Linked DNA regions of Sus scrofa: region 2 is linked to region 1. The links are chromatin contacts, called in public HiChIP or PLAC-seq maps. All regions are on one chromosome and are shown on one strand. Each heading gives the region's core, a stretch centred on a gene start, on an enhancer-like site or on the middle of the called end of the contact. The rest is flanking DNA. Distances are from core to core; before and after follow the strand shown.

Region 1 (7,301 bases), core at 2,078-4,577:
CATAGGCCCCACTACACGTATTCGGTTGCTTTCCCCACTATTTCACAACTATGAAGTATAATATTAAACATTTGGAAGCTACTCTAGGCCCTGAAATCTGAAGCTACTGCAGTGGCAAAACAAGCACCTTGGGATACTGAAATTATTTCATGGACAAATAACAAGAGCCACTTCTAGAAGTACCCTGCAAATCCATCCACTGCCGTCTAAACTTAACCACACTCACTCGGGTGGAGCTGTTAACACTTTAGAGAAACAAACTAAGGTTCCCAAATCAGCAGAGCCGGTGGCAGACCACAAGAGGCACCTGAAGAGCTTCCCTGTTCACAGTCACTTAGCCCAATTAAAGGGCTGCTGATTCGCCCAGGGGCCTTATGTGGACACATGAAAGATTTACGTCAACTTTATTATTTATAGAACAAAATGTCAACTCATTACAAATGTGTTCACAGCTGCCCATTCTCTGAAAGATCATTCTCTTCAGGTCCAGCCCCTCTTCTCTCCACCGCCCCACACACAAGCCCAAGCTCACTTCCCCCAGACATCGGGGAGCAGAAACCAAGGACCCAGGAACGCTGTCCTGCACACAGGAGTTAGTGCTCCACCAAACCGCAGAAATAAACGAGAGACCTTCCACTTAGGGCCTCCGCAACCTAATAAGGAGATAAGAGAAAAATGTACAACACAGCAAGTGTGGTAAGCGCTGCTGAGATTACAGAAAGGCTGTGAAATTAGACGGGGAGGGGGGGGGACGGACGGACAGGCCTCTGATGCTTCAAGGCTACCCGCTCGAGAGACAGCCATGAACTTGCCAGACATCTGTACAAGCGCAGAGGTAAGTATCTCTGCTTTTCTTGATTATCAATCTTGTCATTCTCAGACGACAGACGGCGGTTCTCTTGAAGAATAAACTGCAGGTTACTTTGAGATGTTCAACACTATCTTGGGAGCGCATCAGAATTTCTTCTAGTGAGAACACAGACACACCCAATCTGAACACTACTTCTGGAGCAATCTCATTTGGCTGGGCACCGATGTTTCTGTATCTGCCAACAATACCCACACACCACATGCAACTAACGCACCCCGAGCGAAAGCCCTAGAAAGAGTTTTGGAGTCTACAATTCTTGAGATCATAATCCCACTTACTCCGTATTTGACGTGGCAAATCCCTCTGCGCCTCATTTTCTGAATCTGATTAGAGTATATATTAATATGGTTATGTGAATACAGTTTGTCTTCCTTAACTAGGATGTCAACACCAGGAAAGCAGAGACTGGCTGGACCACTGCTGTCTCCCCAGCGCTCTGCATACCCTCTAGCACTTGGCAGGTGCTAAACGGGGATGAACAGGCAGCAAAGGGTAACACATCACTCCAGAAACTAGACTTTGACAGTGAACCATGACCTGACAATCTGTGCAGCTCAGCAATCCGGCAACATTATCGCTTTCCAAGATGTAATTATCACATTCTTTTTGAAGCAGAATAAGATAATAATTGGCCTACCTAAAAATAATTAATGTACATGACCCCCCGAAATCCCTCTAACATCGTCCCTTTAATATCAAGGCTTTCCTAAAATGTGACTTGTGAGAGAAAAACAAACATCCGTTTGAGGAAACGGGTTCTTCAATGATTCATCCTTCAGTGTGATTTAATACTGTAGACTTTAATCCCACCTGATTTCAGCCATTTTTTATACGGTTCCTCGGCGTGCTGTATAGAATCTGCTTCTAAAGCCTCTCTCCTATCTGATTCACCATTCAGCACTTCTTAAAGGTATGTGCAAGGTCCCACCCCTAATTTTAAACGGAAGATTGTTTGGGGAACCTGCTATAAGCGTTGAAAAGGGTTGGTAAGACGTAAAAAAGAAGGAAAGATATCAGAAGTCTTTGATAACATAATCACTGGGCCCGCGTTGCAAAGGATAACTTTTCTGTGATGACTCATAATTAAGAGCGCTAGATCTAAGTCCTAAGGAGCTAATGAAACCAATCTGCCCCACCGTGTGGAAAGCTGGTCCTTCTGCTCGAGCACCGAGCACCGGATTGAAACGCACCCAGGTTTTGCTTAACTCGGGACTTTTCAACAGGCATTAGCACTTTCCCCTTAAAGTGGATTTCAGAGCTCCGGTGAAACACACACAGCAACCCTCGCCGTCAGCTCCTGCAAAGAAATACTTCCAGCCACACACGGATGCGTCTGGGGCATTAAAGTAAACAAATGACAGGAATGCTGAAGCCGTTTCCAAGGTTTACGTGGATTCCCCACGACAAGACCGCCACCTGGGCTCAGGGTTGCAAATGGGAGCTCGTTCCTCTCAGGAAGGGTAGAAAAGGGGGGGGAATTTCACCAGCACTTATTTAAAGTTTCCACCTTCACACACACCCCTTCCCTCGGCACCGGCGGGGGGCTCGGCCTCGCCCGCGGCGCGGAGAGGAAACCTGCGCCCGACTTCCGTCCCCTCCGGGCCGGGGAGGAGACCCTGCCTTCCTGCCGCAGCCCCCACGCCCGCCGGGGACCCTCCCCGCCCGGCCCGGCCCGGCCCGGCCCGGCCCGGCCCCGCCGGACGGAAAGGCGGGCGCTCCTCGCGTCCTTCCCCTCCGACCCCGGCCGGGCCCGCGGCCCCGCTCGCGCGCCCACAGCCCGGGTGCCTCGCCGCTCCGCCCCGGCGCCGCGGGGACCGGGGGCCGAGCCCCAGGCGCCGACGACCGGCGCCCACCCCGCCGGCCACCCGCGCGCCGCCGTCCCCCGGGGCCGCTCCGCTCGCGTCCGGCCGTCCAACCGCCCCCGCCCGGCCCGCGCCGCCCCCGCCCGGCTGCGGCTCCGCGCTAGGCCCCGCGGGCGGCGAGGGGCGGGGACCAGGGCCGCCGGCGGGGTCCCGGGCCGCCCGCCGCCCCCCCGCCGCACCTACCATGGTACAGATGGAGGCGAATTTGGAGACTGTCATTAGGATTTCCATCCGCCCAGCGCCATCTTCCACCCAATCACAGCGGCGGCGGGCGGGGGAGGAGGAGAGCCTGGCCGCCCGCTCGCACCGCAGCCCGCGGGCGGACCCCGAGCCGCCGCCGACGCACGCACCGAGCCTGCTCAGCCGCCGCTGCCGTCGCCGCCGCCGCCGCCGCCGCCGGCACTCCCCGCCGCGGGCCCTAGCCCCCGCCTGCCGCCCGCCCGCCCCCGGCTCCTCCCCGGCGCAGGGCGCAGCCGCTGCCTCGGGGCCCGCGCCTGCCCGCGAAGCCGCCCGCCGCACACCCCGCCCAGCGCGCTGGGGAGCGGGCTCCGCTGAGGCCCTAATGCCCGGCCTGCCCGGCAGCTGCGCGGCCCCGCGGCGCGCCCCGCCCACCGCCGCGCGCCCCGCCCACTCCCCCTCCGGCCCCGCCCACTCCCCGAGGAAGCCTCTCCAGCCGCCGAGCGCGCGCGAGTCGGGGAGCTCCGGCGTCGGCTCCACCCCGCGCGCGGCCGGGGAGGGGCTCGCGCGGGCCCTGCCTCCCGCCCGCGTCCTCCGGGTCCTAGAGCGGGTGCGCGGGGAGAGGGGCGCCGGGGGCGATGAGGGCCCTCGGCGGCCGTCGTGCAAGGGGCTGCCCCGCAGCCTCTACCGAGGGCCCTGTCCAGACAGAAAACTGAAGGGGCGGTCTCAAAATTCTGGGTGCGGCGGGAGGAAACGTGCTCGTAAACGGTCAAAATAGCGAAGGTCATAGAGAGTCCCAAACAGCTAGAATGTAAGGTGGTTTGTTTCTTTTTACGCACATTGGGTGGATCACCTAGGTCAAAATACCGAAATGTAGCAGAAGACAAGTTCATTACATAAAAATGAAAGCGGCAAAGAAGAAACTATATACGCTTAGTTCTTTGAATTAAGAAAGGTCAATTATGGGGAAGGGGGCAAAGCTGCTTTTCCTGTCTGCTTGTCGGCCATAAATTTAGAATATGGTTATAAATATAGTATCTAAATATACTGGTTCCAAAAGTTGAGTCGCAAAATAGGGAGGATGTCAACCCCGCGCTGATGATGTTCCCAGAGACGAGAAGTCCCGCAAGTTGAGAACAATGTCCTGTGAGAAAGAGAGATGGTGTTAGTCAGGGGGATAGTTCCTATGTGCCGTTTTTATAAAATGCATCATTGCACCCTGTTCTTTGTGCCAGACAGCTAGGCTTTATTTATTCCTATTTGCGAAAGAAGTTCAAGTTAGTAGCATAGCTTTACCAATTATTATATTAGAAAGCTTGTGATTTTTCACTGTTGGAGAACTCGTGGCGAGGGGCTTTTTGGGGTTCCTCGGTTTCACTGGGGCAGAAATTCAGACAGATCTCTAAAATCAGATATGCCTTAACTTGCAGGTTTAAGACATTCAAAAAACAAAACATTCAAACAAAATTTAGATGAAGAATAGATTTCTGGCACATGAATGCTGTTTCCACAGTGATTTCCACTATAAGCTTGCTTGGGGAGGGGGCGATTGCAAATAGAATATACCCAAGTCCCAGCGTAGCTGGCCCACTTCTCTAGGCACCTGCCTCCTTGATAGCCAGGCCCTCCCTCTATGCACTGATACACGCAAGCCAGTGCTAGAATGTGCCAGCACCACGCATTCAGGTACCTGGAGGGCTGGCCTCCCTATTCGCTGCCTAGACTTGGACTGGAGTAGTGCGTTATAGCCACACGGAAAGGCACAGGTGATACCATTGCAGAGCCTAACGGCAAAACTCACAGTGCCTCCTCCTCCCTGCGTAAGTTTGACTAGAAAGGCACAAACATAAAAAGAGAGGCTTCCACGTCCTAGGTGCTGTGCTGGGGTGTTTTTTCTTTCTTTTCTTTTTTTTTTTTTTTTTTTCCGCCATATATAATGCAGTTGAAGATAAGATTTAGCTGAAATGTCATACTTTTGCCCCAGAGCTTAAAAGGGATCATCTGGGGTTAGAATCGTTTTTAACCCGTAGTGGTATCAGCTTCACAAAGAGCTTCATTGTACGTAGGGAAAGATGAGTTTGTGTACAACCGCCTTCTTTGGGGCCTTCCTGAGTGTATAAGCTACAAATTATACTCAGATAAATTTAGGGACCAAGGAAGTAAACAAACTAGGGCCGAGTTTAAAATGGTTTCACTTGAATAATTGTACACAATCCTGTACTGTCCACTTCCTTGCAGGCCACTTCATCTTTTCCGTTATTCTCCCAGTCTCCAGTTAACCACGTGTTGCTGTGTATATTTCTTGCCTATGATGGAGGGGGAAGAAGTGAGGGGAGGGGTTGGAGAGGCATCCCTAAGGACAGGGAGTGCTCATCGAGGACTTAGCCCCATGCCCCAAGCATTTTCTCAAATCCCCATAACAACCCAGGAGAGGAGATGCCATTATCGTCCCCATTTTCTAGATGAGGAAACAGAGCCACGAGGTAAATTTCCCAAGGTTGCACAACTCGTAAGCAATGGAAACATGATTTTAACCTGGCTCCAGAGGCCACATCTGTATCCTTTCTGCTAACCAGCTCAGGTCAAAGTGCTTCATTTTGATTCTAGTAAAATGGGATTGAAAGGCACTGACTCTTTGGGGACCCATGTGCAGGTTTTAGCTACAAAATATACTCAGACAGCTATTTCTTTGTCTTACTTTCCTCCTCTGGAAAAGAAGGGTAATGACTATGCCTACCCCAAAGGGGTGCAATGAGGATAGAACACGGAGACAAGTTTCTAAGACGGCTTGCACGCAACGCAGACAGGACAGCGCTGAATGGACATTCGGTGTCAACATTTTAAAAGTCAGGATGGGCTAGTACAGCTCTCAGGGTGCCGGTTTCCTTCCTCCATACATGTAAAGAGCCTCTGCTATGTGCCAGTCACCTGATTTAAATGCATTTTCTTTCTTTCTTTTTTATTTTATTTTACTTTATTTTATGGCTGCACTCAGGCATATGGATTCTCCCGGGCCAGAAACAGAATCTGAGCGGCAGCTGTGAGCTGTGGCAACACCGGATCCTTTAACCCACTGTGCTGGCCAGAGATTAAATCTGCTCCTCCACAGCAACCTTAGCCACTGCAGTCAGGGTCTTTTTGCCTTTTTTTTTTTTGAGGGCTGCCCCCTCGACATATGGAGGTTTCCAGGCGAGGGTCCAATTGGAGCTGCGGCTGCCGGCCTGTGCCACAGCCACAGCAGTGCAGGATCCAAGCCAAGTCTGTGACCAACACCACAGCTCACCACAATGCCAGATTCTTAACCCACTGAGGGAGGTCAGGGCTCAAACCTGCGTCCTCAAGGATCCTAGTCAGATTTGTTTCCACTGAGCCACGACAGGAACTCCACTGTGGAGTCCCCAGGTTCTTAACCCACTGTGCCCTGGTGGGAACTCCTTAGATGTGTTTTCTTATGTAACCTTCCAGCGCCCTAGGAGCTGGATCGTTCTGTGCTCATTTCACCACATTCGCTGCAGCACTGCCCAGCCAGTGCAGGGCTGGGCCATGCCCAGACCCTCTGACTGGAAAACCCATGGTCTCTCGCCTTTGCTGCCCTGCCCAGTGGCAGGTGAATGAACTAAACTTCTCGGTGCCATGAATTAATATCATCCAGCCGTCCCAGGGGATGGCCATCAAAACAGTCATATTCTTGTTGGTTTGAATCGACAAATCAGAGACTTATTTTTCAAGGCTGACTTTTTTGTTTTCGCTCATTAAAGTGTCGTCATTTTACAATATTTTGGGTGTAGAAAGTCTGCTTTCTAAATCACCAGTGAGGTCAAATCACACGCCCTGGGGATATGTGGCCGATTGGCTGGGCAGGATGGCATCCAGCTAATGTATCTACAACGCTGTCATTATCCTTTTAATTTTTTACTTTTTGTCTTTTTAGGGCCACACTTGCAGCATACAGAAGTTCCCAGGCTAGAGGTGGAATCAGAGCTGTACCTGCCGGCCTACACCACAGCCACAGCAACCCTAGGATCCTAGCTGTGTCTGGGACCTCTGTCACAGCTCATGGCAACGCCAGATCCTTAACCCACTGAGCGAGGCCAGGGATCGAACCCGCATCCTCATGGATACTAGTCGGGTTCATTACCACTGAGCCATGACCCGAACTCCTGTCTTTATTTAAATCTAAGCTTTCAGCTAGGAGGCCAAAGACACAGCCCCTTTATAGTCTATTAAACCTGAAAAGTGAGTTCATTCATCAAAACAAGTGTCTATCCATCATCTACGGATGGTCAAGAGAAACCTGGGCCCTCAGGGATCACACAGTCCGTTGGGGTAGACAGATGATTTTTACGGCAAATGGACTGAAAAAATGAAGAGCTAAGTGCTGTCAACTGCGA
Region 2 (7,301 bases), core at 2,025-4,524, 42 kb after region 1:
AGAGATGAACATATATTCACAAAAATATTTATGGCAGCTTTATTCATAGTACCGTTAAATTATGTTTTTTTTTTTAATTTTTTTGTTGTTGTTGTTGTTTTTTTTCCTAGGGATGCACCCTGGGCATATGGAGGTTCCCAGGCTAGGGGTCTATCAGAGCTGTAGCCGCCAGCCACAGCCACAGCCACAGCAATGCGGGATCCGAGCCACGTCTGCGACCTACACCACAGCTCACGGCATCGCCGGATCCTTAACCCACTGAGCAAGGCCAGGGATGGAACCCACAACCTCGTGGTTCCTAATCAGATTCATTAACCACTGAGCCATGACGGGAAGTCCCCAAAACCCCCCAAATTTCTATCAGGAGGAGAATGTGTAAGTGAACTGTGGTATACGCATATAGTGGAATACTTCTTAGCAACAAGAAATAAATGGAACTACTGGTATAAGTAACAACATGACTGAACCTCAAAAACATTAAGCTGAACAAAAACAGCCAAATAAAAGAGTACATACTGTACAGTACCATTTATATTAAAGAATAGGCAAATCTAGGAGTTCCCACTGGGGTGCAATGGATTAAGGATCCAGTGTTGCCCTCAGCTGTGGTGTAGGCTGCAACTACAGTTTGGATTCAATCCCCGGTCCTTGGGAATTTCATGTGCCAGGGATGTGGCTGAATTTAAAAAAAAAAAAAAAAAAAAAGAGGAGTTCCCGTCGTGGCGCAGTGGTTAACAAATCTGACTAGGAACCATGGGGTTGCAGGTTCAATCCCTGGCCTTGCTCAGTGGGTTAAGGATCCGGCGTTGCCATGAGCTGTGGTGTAGGTTGCAGATGTGACTTGGATCCTGCATGGCTATGGTTGTGGCGTAGGCCAGTGGCTACAGCTCCGATTCGACCCCTAGCCTGGGAACCTCCATATGCTGCGGGAGTGGCCCAAGAAATGGCAAAAAGACCAAAAAAAAAAAAAAAAAAAAAAAAAAAAAAGAATAGGCAAAAACTAATCTATGGTTATAGAAATCAGAATTGTGGATGGTTCTAGAGGCGGAGGGGGATTAACTGGGAAGAAGCATCAGGAATGTTTTCTTTCTTTTTTGGCCGCCCAGTGGCATATGTAGTTCCTGGGCCCTGATCAGATCTGAGCCTAAGCCGCAGCTGTGGCAACGCTAGATTTTGGAAAGGAAAAAGGATGTTAAGAAAAAATGTGAATTATAGACTTTAGTTAACGGAAACACGCAATACTGGTTCACTAACTGTAACAACTGAACCATTCTAACGTGGACTGAAGTTTGGGATTTGTCATCAGCCTCCACACAGAGTAAAACATGACCCACTGCACCTGCCAACCACGGCACCGACAGGCGGATCTCGGGGTGGAGATCAGGAGGGAGGTACTCTGTGCTCTGGGGACACTGGAAGAGCAGGTCTTCAGATACATTTTCTTTCTTTTTTTTTTGGTCTTTTTGCCATTTCTTGGGCCACTCTCGCGGCATATGGAGGTTCCCAGGCTAGGGGTTGAATCGGAGCTGTAGCCCCCGGCCTATGCCAGAGCCACAGCAACGCTGGGTCTGAGCCGCATCTGCAACCCACACCACAGCTCAAGGCAACGCCGTATTGTCAACCCACTGAGCAAGGGCAGGGATCGAACCTGCAACCTCGTGGTTCCTAGTCGGATTCGTTAATCACTGCGCCACGTTGGGAACTCCAGACAGATATTTTTAGGACATTTTATGAGCCCACTTCTTGCATCCCCTCATATCTAGAAAAACACTAACACCTTTCATGGTGACATCTGCCCCATGTGACAAGAAGTAGCCTTCACAAGACCAGCAGCAAACTTTGTAATATTCGTGCATGGCTGCACGCACCTCCCCCTCCCCCTTTATCACTTACATCTTGATAGTTCCCCTTTCCTCCAGGCGGCAGTATTTCAGAGCTGGCTGAAATACTGCCTTCTGGGCTGTACCTAGTGGACAAAACAAAAGATGTCAAGGTCAGTCACTCCAAAGTTGGGCCAGTTAGCCCTGAAGGAACTCAAGAAAGAAATACTGGCCCAGGGCTGGTGCGTATCAGAGGAGTGATTCCTGTAAGCCCAGACCGTTGCATCTTTCCAAAGAAACTGGTTTTCTGTAAAACTTTTTCTGCAAATCTGGTTTTCTGTAAATCTTTTGTTCCTCATACTCTCTCTTTGTTACAAAAACTCATATATCCTTGCTCCCCCCCTCACCTCTTTGGAGTGGTCTCCCAGGCTTAACTCCTAATTTAATCACCACCCCCCCAGCCAGGTATTCAATACCCAGCTCAAAAATAGTCAAGAAAGTTAAAGCCTCCCTTCTACCCCTTTCTTTATAGTCTCCTCCCTATCAGACAATACCACACTTCTAAATTAGATTTTCAGTTCCTTTTATTCCTGGACTAGTTTCACTACATATGCATGTATAACAAAAGCAATATATAACATTGTTTTACATGTTTTAAAATTGCACCTACGCGAATTCCCACCATGGCACAGTAGAAACGAATCTGACTGGGAACCATGAGGTTGCAGGGTTAGATCCCTGGCTTTGCTCAATGGGTTATGGATCCGGCGTTGCTGTGAGCAATGGTGTAGGTCGAAGACGCCGCTCGGATCTGGCGTTGGCCACCAGCTGTAGCTCCAATTAGACCCCTAGCCTGGGAACCTCCATATGCCCCAGGTGTGGTCCTAAAAAGCAAAAATAGAAAAAAGAAAAAAAAACTGTACCTACATAAATCTCCCTCTTTCTGCTTCATCACATTTCTAGGTTCAGTCTTGACTTACTGGCATATAATATTGCGTCCTGTGAATATCCCATGTTTATGCTCTTATTGATGGAAGTTTCCAATTTTTTGCTCCTACTCACAGTGGGGCTATGGACACCCTTGTCTACACAGCAAAGTTCCTATAAAATACACAGTTAGGAGCTGAATGCTGGAATTTGCTCTTTGGATATTTCGGTTTTACTAGAGTTTGCCCAATTGCTTCAAGGTGGTCTTAACATGTACGCACCTACCAGCAGGTGCGGAGGATGTTTAGACGCGTGGAGGAAAGAGCTGACTGAAAGACATACAAATTGGATAATACACTCTCTCCACCACCACTTGACTTCTGTGCCCACGCAGTCAAGTCTACAAGCGGCAGCTAAGCGCTCAGAGGAAATAACCAAGCGCTCCCAGCGGCCCCACAAAGCAAGCACCCGCCCGCTTCCGGCGTGGCGTCTGTCGCAGGCTTGACGTCAGCACGCTCGGGGCGTCGCCGCCCGGGTGGCGCCCTTGAAGGCCCCTTTCCGGGCTGTCTGGCAAGATCCAAGTGTCCGCTTGCGTGGGTCGAGCACCTCTTTTTCTCAAGAAAGGAAACCATTCTCACAGGCTCTTCTGGTTCCTGGGGACGCTACCCGCCCCCAGAAAAGAGTGGCTGCGGGCCGGCGTCCCCTCAGGCAGCGCCGCGGGCAGCCCGCAGGCCCTTGTAAGGCGCGCGCGCGGCCCCGCCTCCTCCTTTTCGGCCGGCACCGCCATCTTCCAGGTAGGGCCCGCGCGTGGCTCCCGGCGCCCGGCGTGCCACCGGCGTGAGCGCCAGCGCGGCGGCCGCGGCGGCCGGGCGTTGGGGTTCTGGAGAGACTGTCCAGTCCGCTTCGGGCCCGCTGGCTTAGGTTGGGGAGCTATGTCCGTCCGCGGCGGGCTCGGGCCTGGGCCGCGGGGCCGAAGGCCGGGCTCCGACGCCGCGGCCCTGCTCGGGGGACATGCGCTCGAAGCACCGGGGAGAGACACGTGGTTCTGTAATGTTTTCGGTGTGGTGTCCTAATCCCCGTTTGGGAACTTGCAGCGTCATGCTGTGGGGTAGAAGTTTAGGGTAGTGGGAGCGGGTTTAAAGTCAGCCGCCGGCCTGAAGCTCCGGTGAGGCCTGCGTGTGTCTGAAAGTCGGGGGTCGTGTGTCGGTGAACCACACAGGTGCCCACTGCGTCGATCGGCATAAGGAAGTCCCGGCCTTTCGTTGGTGATGCAGGAAATGATTTCTCGCGGCTTTAATTCTGGGCTGGGATCACAGTTGGACAAAGGGAGTAAACTGTGCTGCGGGTTCTGTTTTCGTAACGCCTGGACAAGTGTTGAGCGGAGGAGGGATTCATGAGTAGCCGAGTCAGACCTAACGTGAATAACCACTACATCTGAGTCTGGTTATGCAAACTGCGGGTTGCATTCCGTAGTGGGTCCCATTTTTGGAAGTATTACAGAATTTAAAGCATCGTTGCTTGGGACGTTAAGTATTATTTTTAAAAACGCGTTCGTTTGTGTATTCAACCATGTTCAATTTCTAGCTCAAAAAATGGGTCTAGTGGAAGGAGCGTGGATTCTGGAGTCAGAAGTGACTTCCATTACGGATTGTGCCACTTTGTGACTCCACATAGTGAGGTGGACCTGCAAGCATGTCTCCTTGTTTATGAACTTAATACAGAGTTGAGAATTAAAGCTGAACTTGTGCTGCATAGATGCTTAATGCCTTTTAAAAGGAAGGCTGCATTTGTTTTAACAATGGTTTGCTTCGAATGGGTTGGGTGAACCGTTCTTGTGTGTCTTCTTGCCACACAAGTTAACCTGAAAAAGGTACTTGGGTGTCACTGTTCTTTACGGTTAAGGGGTGGTAGGTAAAAAGAGACTGGTTTATGTTGGAACACTCTCAGAAACCTAAGCTGGCCTTCGGTTTATTTTGCCTTGTGGTAGGAGTAGTTGCTGGCAATGGTATGTTCTCCACTTGGATGATTTGAAGCAATGAAAACCATTTTCTGACCTTTGGGGAAATAAAGTGAAAGGTTCAACTTGTGAAAGCCTATTGATGAGTTCTTTGACTACTATTTACTAGTGATAATCCCTTTCCGAGTGCTAGGAATTGCTCCGTGTTTTGTAGACATTACCTTAGTTGTAAAAGCATTAACCCTATTTCACATGGGAGGGTCAGAGTTTAAGAGTAGGTCTCCCAGCAAATACTGGGCAGAACCTATGTCAGAATGAGTTCAGTGATTTTAAAGCCTACTGTATGTCCTCCTGTCTTATGTTTCCTTGTAAACCTAGATGTATGAAGTGAGCTAGTTTTGACAGTTAATAGATGTTGTATAATGAAACCTGTAGGTTGATAAGAAAGGGGCTTTAGTCTGTTGTGTTAAAACGCAAGACTGAGTTTTGTCATTGTCATGTCCCCGAACAGTACGTATATCTTCTAGTTAGCAATCCCAGTGCTCTTAGCAGTCTAGGCTGGGTTCTCCTGATTAGTGTGGCACAAGTCCTGTTGTGTTTTTATATTCTAATAGGAAAAGTACTGGTTTGGATTTTTAAATCCAGTTCGGCTTTTTAGGAGTTTTAAAGTTATAGAACTTAGGTGGTTTTGGCAGAAAGCTTACTTGGTAAAATAACTTGAGTTTGTTTCTGTTTTGTTTTTACCCTTTATAAGAACCATGCTGAACCGGCTTTTTAGATACTGGCTTGATTCTGATGTTTCTACCGAAATGCATGCATTTGTAATTACACGTTTTTTTTGGTTAAGGGGCAAGTAACAACTTTGCAGTTGTATTTGACTATTTTATGTTTTCTGGTTTCAGTAATTCGCCAAAATGACAAACACGAAGGGAAAGAGGAGGGGCACCCGCTATATGTTCTCTCGGCCTTTTAGAAAACATGGTGAGCAGAGTCACACTCCTTGGGGGCAAGCATGGCATACATTCGTGTTTTGTTTGCTGTTTGTTGTGGTTCGTATATATATATTTACTTCTTATTTTTAGCTTTTCAGTCTTAATATTGACTATCAGGTTTTTTGTTTATTCCGCAGGAGTCGTTCCTTTGGCCACATACATGCGAATCTACAAGAAAGGTGATATTGTAGACATCAAGGTAAATTATAAGATTGAGGAAATGACTCAAACGAGTTTGAGAGTGTAGCGTGGCTACTTTAGTTTTACTTGCAGAAACCTGAGTTTTAAAAGTGCTGTTTTGAATCTAAGAATGTTCTCGTTGTTCTTAACAGCTAATGGGAACAACTAGGGGAAAGGGTGGTGAGAGTTTGTGCGGCGCCTGTCCTGGCGCTCTGGAGCTTGATGATGATGCTCTTTTTGATTGCTTAAAGCAAAGTGAAAATGACATTTCACCGGCTCTGAAAGCTCTGGAGTTGTCGTTTAAAGCAAAGGAATCTTAGGCTGTCTTTCTTTGGGTTTAAAAGGAAGGGGAAATTGCTGGCATAACATTTATCTCCTTTCTTAACAGGGAATGGGCACTGTTCAAAAAGGAATGCCCCACAAGTGTTACCATGGCAAAACTGGAAGAGTCTACAATGTAACCCAGCATGCTGTTGGCATTGTTGTAAACAAACAGGTTAAGTAAGTGACGTCGTAGGATTCTTTGTGGCTACTTAGTCTTCCCTCGCATCCCCTTTTCACTTTGCCAATTGGACTTGTGTCTTTATTGGTCATTCAAATGGGGAAAAGAAAATAATCCTTTTAAAACTCAAGCGAACTGAGTGTTTGTCTTGTAACCTGTCAGAGGAAACAAGTTGTGATAAACTAACTACAGGGTCTTGTGGAATGTGTTACTAACAGCCGTAGTTTTCAGAGGATACAAAGTTTAATAAGCTGTAAATTTTATGAGCAGTAGAGTTTGAGTTCTTTGGTGTGCTTCATCAGAAGAGAGCCTATGTGGTGTAGGCCAGCAGCTATAGCTCTAATTCCACCCCTAACCTGAGAACTTCCATGTGCCGCAGGTGTGGCCCCAAAAAGACAAAAAAGAGAGGGCCCCATTTTTAATGGGGATGTTGCCTCAAGGCCCCATACAGTAAGGGTTAGTAAATAATTATAAATTTGCTATCATCTTGTTGGTTTTTCCTGTCTGTGGGTAAAAAGTTTCCTGGTTTAATTAGTAAATGAAATTGCCAAAAGAATTTTCTGAATTTCAGCTGTGGTTTTTTTGTTTTTTGGTTTTTTTTTTGTTTTTTTTTTTGTTTTTTTTTTTTTGTTTTGTCTTTTTTGCCATTTCTTGGGCTGCTCTCGCGGCATATGGAGGTTCCCAGGCTAGGGGTCGAATCAGCTGTAGCTGCCAGCCTATGCCAGAGCCACAGCAACGCAGGATCCGAGCCGCATCTGCGACCTACACCACAGCTCACGGCAACGCTGGATTGTTAACCCACTGAGCAAGGGCAGGGATCGAACCCACAACTTCATGGTTTCTAGTCAGATTCGTTAACCACTGCGCCATGACGGGAACTCCTCAGCTGTGGTTTTGAAGAAACATTTAAGAGTTTTTTTCTT

Evidence for each region. HiChIP or PLAC-seq counts read pairs in DNA pulled down with a chosen protein or histone mark.
Region 2: a contact with region 1 is called in an H3K27ac HiChIP or PLAC-seq map of alveolar macrophages. The contact joins the promoter of RPL21 here to the promoter of USP12 in region 1. A contact is called at or near these places in 2 of 5 promoter capture datasets (fetal liver and liver), 11 of 47 Hi-C or Micro-C datasets (alveolar macrophages, blood, brain and 6 more) and 2 of 2 datasets of contacts at active chromatin or transcription factors (alveolar macrophages and skeletal muscle).

Annotation. Positions count from the first base shown.
Region 1 is chr11:4,686,464-4,693,764 of Sscrofa11.1, forward strand. It overlaps USP12 (ubiquitin carboxyl-terminal hydrolase 12), which reads right to left and starts at 3,328. Exons shown (of 9, transcript XM_021065513.1): 1 at 2,917-3,328. The coding sequence starts at 2,964.
Region 2 is chr11:4,728,473-4,735,773 of Sscrofa11.1, forward strand. It overlaps RPL21 (60S ribosomal protein L21), which reads left to right and starts at 3,275. Exons shown (of 6, transcript XM_003482864.4): 1 at 3,275-3,541; 2 at 5,607-5,685; 3 at 5,834-5,895; 4 at 6,265-6,377. The coding sequence starts at 5,619. It overlaps LOC102162556 (a long non-coding RNA gene), which reads right to left and starts at 3,219. Exons shown (of 4, transcript XR_002336625.1): 1 at 2,801-3,219.